2 separate regions of the Anser cygnoides genome follow, and region 1 is linked to region 2. The links are chromatin contacts, called in public Hi-C maps. All regions are on one chromosome and are shown on one strand. The core of a region is the stretch at or near the end of the contact, and the rest is flanking DNA. Distances in the headings are between cores, read along the strand shown. Region 1 holds the start of HORMAD2 (HORMA domain containing 2). Region 2 holds the start of MED13L (mediator complex subunit 13L).

What was found. Hi-C and Micro-C count contacts between places; a contact is called where the count stands out from the background.
Region 1: a Hi-C map of liver shows a contact between it and region 2, with 5 times the contacts expected there. The contact joins the promoter of HORMAD2 here to the promoter of MED13L in region 2. A contact is called at or near these places in 2 of 7 Hi-C or Micro-C datasets (both in liver).

Annotation. Positions count from the first base shown.
Region 1 is chr17:14,053,684-14,059,917 of Taihu_goose_T2T_genome, forward strand. It overlaps HORMAD2 (HORMA domain containing 2), which reads left to right and starts at 2,393. Exons shown (of 13, transcript XM_066979181.1): 1 at 2,393-3,282; 2 at 3,782-3,823; 3 at 4,220-4,308; 4 at 5,162-5,306. The coding sequence starts at 4,258. LOC106049048 (acyl-CoA dehydrogenase family member 11-like) reads right to left here and starts at 717. Exons shown (of 15, transcript XM_048054800.2): 1 at 206-717. The coding sequence starts at 505.
Region 2 is chr17:13,320,734-13,327,058 of Taihu_goose_T2T_genome, forward strand. It overlaps MED13L (mediator complex subunit 13L), which reads right to left and starts at 1,776. Exons shown (of 31, transcript XM_066978764.1): 1 at 1,201-1,776. The coding sequence starts at 1,272. LOC136786538 (a long non-coding RNA gene) reads right to left here. Exons shown (of 10, transcript XR_010825457.1): 9 at 4,738-4,811; 10 at 3,056-4,110.

The sequences.
Region 1 (6,234 bases), core at 1,143-3,642, 730 kb after region 2:
TTTCTGTTTACGTCCTGGGAGTATTTTTCACCCCTGCACTGATTCACATAAAACAAGTTTTATGGAATGCTGGTAAATTCCCCTCAGTTAAACACACTGAAGGCACAAAAGGGCTCCGAGAAATGTTCAATTCATAGTCTTAAGCAGTCACCTAGCCAGAACTGTAGTGTGTATACACACAGAAACACAAACATGTACGTCAGACCTTGGGAGGAAGGTGTGCCTTCAGGTAACCCCGAAGCAAAGCATCTTCCAGATATTGGTTCCCAGTCTCAGGCCGCTCTTGGAAGAGATTCTCGGTTTCTCTTCTTGCAACAGGCATTTCCAGATCTTCTAATACTTGGTTCTGCTGCATATCGACCTGTTGCCCCTGGTCTGCTGTTGTGTTGAATCCTCTACAGCTCCAAGCTTGGCACCTCTCCCAGCTGTGACGCAGAGAGAGACCCAACTGCCACGGCTTGCTGGTAGCGCTGGATCTCCACAAAGGCAAGCGACGGGCAAACATGGTTGTGCAAAGCCTTCAGCGTGTCACTCCGACAGCTGTCACCTTCAGACCTTTCCTAGGCTGACACTAGCACCAGTCCTGTTTTGTTTTAACATTGTTAAGTTATTCTTGTAAATCAGTTATGTCTTTTACTCCTCCCTCGGGGAGGAGCTGTTTAGCAGCTGTTGTTGACTGAACTAGGGAAAAGGTCTTTGGAAAGAGATCAGAAAACACCCTGGAAAAATACAGGTACTCAGAAAACACTGCAGCCTACCCTACCAGCCGGGCAAATCATCGTCACCAGCCCCAGTTTTTGATGTTTCAAGAGTCAGGGGACCTATGTGCGGTGGCTCTTCCTACCAGCATCCCTACTGAATTGCTTGGGCTAATGAATTTTGAAATTGTAATCTGGTAGAGATCAGAAAGAAAAATTACATTTCCTTTTCTGAAGAGTGACAGAATGCCTGGAAACAGGAAGAAAAGGTTTAGGCAGGTCATTCTGTAAATGAGGTGTTGGTTAAAAAGGGAAATTCATCTTCCTTGTCTGGAGTCCTGGGTTGTGACACTAGCTCCAAAAAGAATCTGCTTCTTATGAAGTCTCTGATGTCATAAATTTGAGTCAGGATGATATTAAATGTTTTCCTTTCCCTGGGGAAGTACCTGAGTGTTCTAAGAACGTCTTTTGTCTTTGAGTAGTATAAAACATGCACCTAATTTTGACTGATATGCTGATAATAAAAGCAGTACCATGATTTTAAACCTGCATGATAGCAAAGTGCTGTTACAAGCATAGATGTTGGAGACTTGAGCATGGGGTGAAACCCAGGGACATGTCCCAACCCCAGCATGAACTTAGACCAGCTGGAGAGTGTGTTAGTGAAGCAAAACCAGTCACCTTTCACCTTTATCCAGTCCCACAAAGCCACACTGATGTCTTGGTTCAAAAATTCAGGTGCTACTTGTTTGGTGGGACCTCCTCACTTTCTTGATGCTGGCACTGTGACTGCATCAGGTTGTCAGAGCCACCTGTGGTGTGGCTCCTGTTCATGCTGCAGCACCCCGTCCCTCACTTCAGCAGGGGTTTGCATACATTTAACAGTCCCACTATGCAGAAAATGGTTTGTGCAGCTGGGAGGTAAAGAAATGCACCTTTTGCTTCAGTGGGGAAGGCACGGCCGCTGGCGACACCTGCTTGGACAGCACCACGAGCGCCTGGTGCCGGCCTCCAGGCATGCTTGGGCCAAGCCTAATGCCCTGCGATGACTGTGCTGCTATTTCTTCCCTCAGTCACGCTACCAAAGGGCACCTTGCTGTGTCTGCACTCAGGGGCCCTGGGGGAAGGAAGTTAGTTAGACATTGGGACGGGTTGCCCAGGGAGGTGGTGGCATCACCGTCCCTGGGGGTGTTTAAGGAAATGTTGGACGTGGTGCTTAGGGACACGGATTAGTGGGTGATATTGGTGGTAGGGGGATGGTTGGACCAGATGATCTTGGAGCTCGTTTCCAACCTTAATGACTCTAGGATTCTATGAAGAGGAAAGCTGCCCACAGGCTGCGAGCAGGCACCTTTGCCATCAGCCTGGCGGGAGCCCCGCTGCCCTGGAAGCCTCCTCCACGCTCCCAAGCCCCCACATCGGGGCCATGCTCCCCCTGCACCGCCTGGACCCTCCACGCGCCGTCTTTGGACCCAGCGCCACTTTCCCCCTCAGCCGGGCCTGCCACGGCGCCGCCGAGCCCCCGCCCTCCGCCCGCCCCCAGCGCCGCGCAGGCCCGGGGGCCCCGCGGCACCGCCCGGAGCCGAGCCGAGCCGAGCCGGCAGGCGGAGCCCGCGGCCCCCAGGCTGAAGGAGCGGGGCTCAGCCGCGCAGGTACTGGCCCGGCACGGCCCGGCCCGACACAGCGAGGGGGCCGCCGTGCGTCAAGATGGCTCCGCGCTGTGGCGGCCGTGGCCCGGCGCCTCAGCGGGACCCCGCGGGCTGGCGAGGGGCGGCGGGCGCCAGCCCCGGCTGCGGGTGGCGCTGGGGGCTCCCCGGTCAGAAAAACAAAACAAGACAAAAAAAACGCTTTTAAAACTCCAGTGGCAGCCTTATGGAGGCCGCTGTAGTCTGAAAGCAGCCGAAATTAATGATGGGGAGCAAGCGGCCGCCCGCAGCCATGCCCTGGGGTGAGGCCACATGGCAGGGCCGGGGGCGCTGAGGGGCCGGGGGCCGGGGCCGGGTCCTGGTCCTGGCCCGTTCCCTCTCCTCGGCTCCCCGGCTCGCAGCGCGGTGGGGCTTTGGAAGCCGGGCAGCTTTTTTCCTCTCTCATAATCCGGGAAAAAAAAAAGTCAGGTTTGGCCGGGTTGCAGTCGTGATTGTGGTGCCCTCGGGGGCGCCACGTACCCAAGCAATCAGATCAGATACACGCAGTCAAGATGACATTTCCTTTGTGTGTAAATCGATTATGAATGTACCGTGTTGTAGAAAACATATTTCCTTATCTCTCTGGCTCACTTAAATCAGCTTTATTTAGCTAATAACCTGACGTCGGAGTAATGCCTTTGTCTGTTTTAATTGCATTCCAGTCCTGTTTGAAGTGTGCTTAGTCAAACGTGATTTTAAAAAATCCTAAAATATTTAACATGTAAATACTAAAAATTTCGCAGGTGTGTATTTGTTGAAATATACTTCTATAGCAGTAATCCGCCCTCATTACTAAATGAAGTGCTAAATTTAGCACAAAAGCTGTGACAGGTTCCAATCAACGTCCTAATGACTGCCAGCAAATGGAAACGAGGCGTCCATGGAAAAGAGCTGAAAAGGTAAAACACAGAACGAGATTCAGTCAGCTGCAATAAAAGTCCTCTGCTCACTGCGTTAGTTCACGATTTAAATCAATCCACTACGTTTATGTTATTATTTTAATTGTTAATAGAAATACTGACTGGCTGTGGACAAGGAAGCGCTCCGCTGGGGACCTCTTCGTGGTGTTCTTCATTAGCGTCTCCCCGTTAGCGACTACACGTTGAGATCTCGCAGCGAGCCATTTTTCAAACTGGTTAATGTGCGCCTTGCTAATTCCATCTAATGGAAGCTTTTAATCAAGATGTCAGTCGGTGCTAAATCAAGCACCTCACTGAAGTGCCAAACATGTAACATCCACGTTATTGCCTTTATCAACCAGCTTTCCATTCTTGTTAAATAAAAAATTAATAATTGAAAAAGAAAAAGGATTTTCCTCTTTAATCCAGGTTTGTTTAACAAGACGTGCTTTCATTAACACAATGTGGACTTCTCTTTTTTTTTTTTTTTTTTTCCAAGGTGTCCCAGAAGAGTCATTCCTGTATTCTGGCCAAGATTGATGTTAGTGTGTTTCCTGCTTACCCTGCTAAAATACTGGATACCATTGGCAGAATTCCAGTTCTTTCACATTCCCCCTTCACACTTTTTCATGGTTGTAGGAATTAACATTGTGGCTTGGAATATGAAAAATGCAATTTAAAAGGGCAGTAGCTGGCATCGAGTACACTTATGGCCCTGAATTTCAAATACTATTGATCATTTACCAGTGAATAGAGAGTTTTTCCATTCTGCAAACTTCCAGACAGTGCCATAGTGTATCTATGGTTTGCTTTGCTTTAGCTGGCAATTAGTTTTTATACCGAATCTGGCTGAAGAATCTGGCTCCTACTTTAAGGAAGATGAGGAGTTGTAATGATGGTGTATTTTCCAGGTGTCTCCTGTCTGTTTTTTTTTCAGGTTTTTGATTGCAAGTGGAAGGCAGGTCTTTGAAATACATGATGGCCACTTGTCAGCTTTTACACACTAGACAAAAGAAGTCTTCTAAGGTAAAAACCTTGAAATGCGATGCTGCTGGCAATTTTACCTCTCAGTTTTGGGGCCTGACATATCTGTACCCTGTGAGCTGGGAACACTTTCTGCTGGCTATGTTGTTCACAGTTTAATTAAAAAGCAGGTATTTTCAATTTAATGAGTCCAGGAAGATACAGCATGCGGTTTTGACATATTTGACTAAATAAATAAAGGCTCATTAGGTGTGTACAGGACTTTATTAGCAGGAAGTAAAGCAATGACCTAATAAAGGAACTAAATTTAGTATACTTTCCACTGGGATTTTTCAAGTTTAAGTCATGCAGTGCTTAGTATTTACATTAGCTCCAACCTTAGACATGTTTACATCTCTGTGTTAAAATCACTCTGAAAACTAGGTCTGCCTACAGTGTTGACAGGCTTGGTCTGCTGTCACATCTCAAAAAAAGCTGTGGCAGGCACTGAACTTTGGTACAGCAGTAAACAACACACCAGCACAGGCACTTGCTTGACTCCACTATTAACTCTGTAGAACAGAGCTGGCAGAAAAGTATATACACTTTTGTATTTAAGGGGTGGTTGTCTGCTAAGTGTCTGCATTGGTACAGTAGAGGGGGTGGGAATGTTCAGCTGTGATAGAGGAGAGTAATGACCAATGCAGTCTGCATCTGGGTAAATCACATCAGATCGATTGATAACATTCCTTGAAATATTTAATCACACTTAGTTTGACGTGAATCACTCTCTGTGTAATATGAAGACCAGGGAATTGTTAAAATTACCTTTTAAAGTTACCCTTTCTTTCTACCTGTTGAGAGTCATTTCTAAATATAAAATAGCTCTACTTTTAACTTCACCCTTCTTTTTCAGGAATCAGTGTTGTTTCCCAACAAAATTGATACTAAGAAGCAGTCTGTGGTGCTGGTGAAGAGACTTCTGGCCATCTCTGTCTCCTGTATAACATACCTGAGAGGGCTGTTCCCAGAGAGTTCTTACGGAACTCGCTATTTAGATGGTAACACTTTCAGTTTGTGCTGCATTCTTATTCATACTTGCTGTATTTTAGCAATAATCTACTCTGCAGATTAGGTTCTAGCTGCTCATATATGTATGAGTTTAGTTCATTAGGAATACAGCTAGCATGCTTTCTCAGGTCTTGATGCAGACAATGCTTCTGCATCAGATAGAGTATAGAAGACGATGTAGAGGTATTAGCAACACATGGCTTTCCTGTTCATGTCTCTTTTGGTTTATAATTTTTCCTTGGTGTTGCCAGCCCTGTGAGTCAGTCCCCAGAGTCAGGAGCTTGACTTAAGAATCAGTATTTAAAAACGAGCTCTGATTGGTGTGTGTTATTTTCCTGTGGATTTCTGAGCCCTTGGGTTTCAAATTTTCAGCTTTCTTTGTGAGATAGAAAGTAGAATTGGTTTTGTTATTATTTTTTTTCTGTAAAAATTGACTAGCTCACATAACCACATGCGTTTGGTCAGAACTAGCAAACTAACCACAGTCAGACCTTTAAGGAAGAAGGACGTTACTGTAAGACTTGTCATAGGATCACAAGAATTAATGATGCTTTGATTCATCATCCTCTTTTTGTTCATTCAAGATGTGTTAGCAGGTCTAAAATGTTTCTTTGTATTCCAGTCCATCCCCATGTTTTTACCTGGGCAGGTATTTATCCTGAAACATGGTCACATGTGGACTTGGTTGAGGGCACAGGAAATCCCTAATTGTCTTTTGATCACCAAGCCCCGAAAAGCCACTAGTCTTTCTAATCAAATGTCAGGTCTTTCAAGTGCCTTTTTAATCAAAAATGTTAACATCTGGCCTGCTTATGCCTTTAAGTGCTCTTTGGTTGACTCCTAAGGTGTTATTAATTCACCGCCTCATTTGCAGGATGGGTTTCCTCTTGCCATTTGTAATGCCTGAAACCAGCGGCA
Region 2 (6,325 bases), core at 526-3,025:
AAGCCTAAGTAACGTAAAAGTTCATCAAAGAGCCAAAGATAAGAACTGCATTTATTCTCGCGGAAGAATCTCTGGGCCAGTTTCCTAGCAGCGTAAATGACAACAGCTCTTGTCCCAAATTCTCAGTAGGTATGAGCAAAATACGGAAAGCATACAGACATAAACAAGCCAACAGAAGCAAAATAACAAACGTACAGCAACAGAAAAAAAAATATTAAACAAAAAGACGGATCATTCACATTTTGAGTTTCCCTTCCATTATTTTTCCCTTAATTCTTACAAGAGAGCTAACAATAGTCTCTTCCTTTCTGTTGGAAAAAAAAAAACACCTAAAAATCAATGTGTTCACCCACCTCCAATTCTTGCAGAGCACTGGCTAAGGGAGATGCTACCCACCAAGAGCTTTTCTATGCCAGAGCCAAGCCTGCGTTCCAAGTTTGTGGTAGCCGTACCACGCCACGCACCGTGAGCTCCTCCTTCCTCCTGCCCCAGCAGCAGGAGAAGGCTGGGGATGATCCAGCAGCCCTCCCACTCACCCGGCTGCTGCCCCGCCACAAGGGACGCGGCTCCTGCAGGTGGCAGGTAAAATAAGGCACGGCAATAGCCCCACTTCCAAGGGGCCCTGCCCTTACACGGAAACAGACCGTTTTCTCGCTTCAAATTTAGCTCACGAAGCTGCAGCTGGCTGATAACGTAATTCCTGCAGCGTTAAACCAACCGAGCCGAGTACAAAGTTGTCGATCACCAACGAGACGGGAGGATGACATCTCGGCTATCCGCCTAACCACCAGAGCCCATTTTCAGCTGCTTCCCTCCAGCGAAGGGAAAAAAAAAAAGAAAAAAAAAAGGCAAACAAACAGCATTTCTGCCCACCCGAGCCCCATACACACAGCGGGGCCGTGCCAGGACAGAGGCCCCCAGCCCCCGAAATGGCGCCTGTCCCCACCAGCAGGGACCCCAACAGGCTGGCAGCGCCTTACCGGGGAGGGGGCCGCTCCATCCAGCTCCTGCCCCCCAGCAGCCGCGCGGGGAGGGCGCAGCAGCACGAAGCAAGCCCGGGGCGCCGAGCCGAGGGAGGAGCCAGCGGGAGGAGCAGCCCCACGCAGCGGGGCTCTAAAAAACCCCCCACCGGGGCCGGCCGCGACCCACCCCCCGGTACCCCCCCCCCCCCCCCGCCCTGTCTCCCCGGTGCCCACTCACCAGCGAGAAGAGGTTGGAGTGGCAGTCCTCCAGGCTGGCCCCGTTCGCCACCCAGTTGGCCGCCGCCGTCATGATCCTCGGCGAGCCGTGCCGCCGGAGCGGGGCATGTCTGAGGGGCCGGGCCCGGCGGGGCTGGGGGAGCACCGGGCGCTAAGCCCCGACCCCAGCCCGGGGCAGGGGGGGGCAGCGCGGCCGGCAGGGGGCGTGAGGCGGCGGCGGCGAGGCCGGGGCGGCGCTGCTTCAAGGGGGCCCCCGGCGGGGAGGGGGGGCGAAGCGAGGAGGAGGAGGAGGAAGAAGGGGGGGGGGCCTCCCTCAGGGCCCAGCCGCGGCCCCCCCCCGGCGGCGGGCGGAGCGGCTCCGCGGCCTGCAAGCGGCGGGGAGCGGGGGGGCGCCGCCCGGCGGAGGCCGCGGCCCCTCCGCTCGCTGCTGCGGCCGAAGGAGCCCGGGAGCGGAGGGAGGGGAAGGAAGGGAAGGAGGAGAGGCGGCGGCCCCGGGCCCGGGCCCGGGCCCGGCCGCGGGAGCGCTGCTGGCGGCGGCCCCGCTGCGGCCCCGCCCGGCCGCCCTCGCGCACCCGCCGCTGCCTCTCGCCGCTCTGACAGCAATGGCGGCCGCCCGCCGCACCGCGCCTCGCCATTGGGCGCCGCCGACACACGTGACGCGCGGCGGGCGGGGGCGGGGCGCGGCGGGAGGCTCCGCCCCCTTTTTTCTCCGCTCCCTCCCTCCCCCGACTCGCTCCCCTCCCCTCACGGCTCGCGGCCCCGCCCCGCCGGGGGCGCGCAGGCGGGAGCGCGCAGGGGGGTCGGGGTGAGGGGGGGGGTGATGGAAATGGGGCTCGGGGGCGGCTGGTGGGCACCCCGTCCGGGTAACGGCTGCAGGAGGGGGGGGCCCGCCGCATAGTGAAGCCGTCTCGTGTCATTATTGAGGATTTTGTTCGTAAGAAACCCCGAAATTCGGGATTTTCAAGGTTCACGGTGTCCTGCTGGGTCCAGCCCTCAGGAACCCACAGGTGCAGGTCACAGCTCAGCAGCCTGAACCTCACACGGACCGGCTGCTGCACCCTGCACGGGGGACACAAAGCGACTGTCACCGTCCGAAACACAAAGTTTGTTTAGAAACTTAAGCTTTGGGACAGAACTAGGGTCATAGAATCTATAGAATCATAGAACCTATGGAATCATAGGATCATAGAATCTATAGGATCTATAGAATCATGGAATCTATAGAGTCATCGAATCTATAAAATGTATAGTATCTGTAGAATCATAGAACCTATAGAATCTATAGGATCTATAGAATCATAGGATCATAGAATCCATAGGATCTATAGGATCATCGAACCCATAGAATCTATAGGGCCGTAGAACCTATAGAATCTATAGGATCTATAGAATCATATAATCTACAGAATCAATAGGATTATAGGATCTATACAATCACAGAATCTATAGAACCATAGGATCGTAGGACCTATAGAACCATTCTATGATTCCATAGAAAATGTAGCACGTTTTCAGTGCTGTCATTCAGTGGGAAAAGTTTTCCCTCCGTGCCTAATGGCAGCTTTCCTTATCATGATTTTTAATCTTATTTAGGCTTTTTTTTTCGATTATTTTCTTTGTAATAAATTAAGAAGATTAGCATCTGTTCTAATGACTGAATGGCGTTTGTTTGGACTTACCTCATAGTAACAAATCTCTAAGACAAACAGGCATCACTGCCATTCACCCAGCTTACGCACACAGCGAGAGAGAGAATTTGGGCTAAAAGAAAATTTCCACCCAGGCCGGCGTTCTCACGGTGTGTGTTCTGCCACTGACAAATCTATCAAGCCCCGTTCACGTCACTGTCACACCAAACAGGATTCTGTCTTGCAAAGACTGGGGCTATACTGGTGTTTTCAAACACACAATCTAAATATTCACATTCAGCTACAGGTGCACTTTTTTATTTTTATTTTTAAACATACTAGATTGCCAAATAAACTACAAACTCACTCCAGGGAGAGAGAGACTTTTACCCTCCTTCATTTCATTTAGGAGATCAAAGTGCCACAAAGGTGTTGTGAAAGCTCCGAACTGGTAAGGGACAAAGCTGACAAAGTAATCAAACTGCCAATATTCTAGAAAGCACTTGCTGCAAGCTGGCAAACCAGAAGCAGCAGAGTAGAGTACTCTGGTCCATATTACTCCCCTTTCTTTTGGAGACAAGTCTCATAAACAGAGAACACAATGTGACACTTGCAAATTTGTCGAGCAACACGTATTAACCAGCAAAGGTTGAAAAACACACCCTTCCCCATTAATACACTCCAGCTTCAGTTATAAGTCCAATTACTAAGTAATGCCTAGGGTACAACAAACACTTTTATAAAGCATCCGTTCCATTTCTGAAATAGAACATCCATTAACATGAAAAAAAAATGTTTTTCTTATTATAAAAATATTTTGAAATCGAGGATCACTTTATTATTTATCCCAGAGAGCAACAACACTTTGCAGAATTAGACCCTGCAGAAGAGTGTATTCATGTTTCCTCCATGGGCTGCTTACCCTCCAAACGGTACAACCAGTTGTCAGCATTTCTCTTCTGCATCTTCCAAGTAGAAATGACTTACTGTGCTTGATTTTCTCCCCATCTTAAGATAACCCACACTGGGGCCTAACACATCATTCGAATCCATTTTCGGGGGAGAAATGTTAATATCCTCACACTGCTGCTTCGGCCATTTTTTCGGGATTCTTGTGAAAGCTAACAACTCTTTCAACTAAATATCTTTCACTGTAATTACATTTCCTTTGTGAGTGAATGTTTTAAAGTCGAAGAGTTGCTGTTCTGTTTGCATTTGTGCAGGGCTATCAGTTGAAAGTTTTGGCCACGTCTCTGCGTTGCAAAGTTCACTTTGTTTTTAAACTGAAAAAAAATCTCTTTAAGTCTTTTACTGGTTACTTGACTTCATATTATGTTCAATTTAATAGACATGAGAAATCACTATAGCCTAATCTTTCACTTCAGAGTACCAAACCAGGAGAGTTCCCTTGCTGTCTTCTGTCGATAGTGTTACTTAGAACAGAAATTGTTCCACTTACAGATATCATATACAAGCACAAGTGACACTTGCTCATGCATAATTATCCTAGATGGTATGTGGTGGAACGTGTTTCCCAACTCAGGGTATTCAAGTTTTATTCCCTGTTTTCTTTTACTGCCAACTTATCGATGAACATGAACAACACCATTGGGTTTTCTACCTTGACCAACCAACCATTTTTCTGCAGTAGCAAGGTATACGAACTTTCTAATTAATTCTGCCAGTGTATTAAACTGCAAGCAGCAAGACCAAAACTCTGAACTAGAGCGGAGTTTCCAGCCTCCTGGAGATCAGCTGTGTCACACTTACCCCTCACTATTGGTAAGCGCTCTGGGAAGGAGCCAGTTACCTACCCTTCTGGACACCTCCCAGAATTAGAGTCCAAATAGTGATAGGCAAGATTATTTTATTCTACAACACCTTACTAGAGCCTACAGTAATGATCAAACCTGTTCTTCCAGGAGGATGGCTCAGCAGTTTCGTAGACTTCGTTTTCACCAGCAGGTGTTGCTTCTGCTTCAAACTAAACATGGAGGAAAAAACAAAGATGTCAGAAAGCTAAAACAAATCTGAAATGTCAAGCAATCGCTTGGGTTTATTGTTATTAAAGTACGTCAACTTTGCTGTGCTTTTAAGCACCTCAGATTTATAACAAAAATTTTTACTTGAGCAATACAACTGGCTTGAGCGCTGGATTCAGGCAGGGTTATGAGTTCGGCCCTTCTTACACCAGGAGCAGAACCGGAGGTCAGCCAAGTTTCATCAGTATCAAAAAGAAGTCGTCTTTGGCATTTCACGTCAAAGGTAACTCATTTCTAGGCAAAAGAAATGCTTAGAAGCCTAAGTTGCAAAAACATCCCCCTCTCAATTGTTGTTTCCAGTACAATCATTATTGTCATGATAGGCCCACGTGTTTATATGAGAATAAGTCCAAATCCTAACTGAAATGCAACAGTGGTAGCTGTACTACTGACTTTGTATAATTCTATATCTTGTCATTTTCCAATTTTCTTAGAAATTAGCCTCTTCTTCGACATCCAAGTATTACAAAGGCACAATCAATACAAATTACTTCAAAATGCAAGGCAACAAAAATCAATAAGAGACAGATAATCTTGTATTTCTCTGCTCAAATTTTATTTTTTAGTTTTATAGCTTAATAAAGATAAATCTATAAGGATTTTGCTAACCTAAGTCACACAGAAAACTAAGATTTGCAAAATTTTCATAAGGAAAATGAAAGGTTTATTTTAACATTATCTATACTTGTGGTTTTTTTTTGTTTGTTTGTTTGTTTTGTTTGTTTGTTTTTAACCTCCAGGAATATAAAACTCAGAGTTTGCTTGTTTTGACTGACAGTCTTGATAAAAAGTTTCAGGTAAATTCTGGTCAATTTTAGTCCTTAGCTGGAAGAGCAGCAAATGGATTTTTTTTTTTGAACTGTTCCTAATTTTTCACACATTTGAGATAGACACTATGGTTATTCACAAGCACAGCTTCTAGCTTTTGCAGTATAAGTAAGGATTGTCTTGGGTCTAATTTAATCAAGCATCATTTTTACCGTTTCCCACATTTTCCTCTCCAGATGCCTACAATACCCAGGAATGGAAAGGATAGGGTAGAGGAAAATGATGAGAACAAAATTATGAATATAATACAAGTAAACAGTCTTTAACTTTTCTCCGAGTCAAAAAATAAAAATAAAAAAAATTGTTTAGATCCCCCCGCCCACCCATGAGATGCTCTTAAACAAAATCTCCTCAATTTAGTGATTTCAAAACCCTGACAATTTTAGAAGTTCATTGTCCATGATTCATGTAGTTTGTTACTGCATGTTTTTGCAATACAGTGCAGCTGAACAGGCTAATTTCAAACATGTTTCCAGTAGGCTCATTGTCTACTTTTTATGAGGCTGCATACATTTCTTAAGTGTTTTTTAATTTATCCAGTAATTACATTTTTTGTTCAAGTGGTTATGAATAAGAACACATAATGGTTTTGTTTTTAAACCAAATGTCTTTACTTCCACAGATTGAA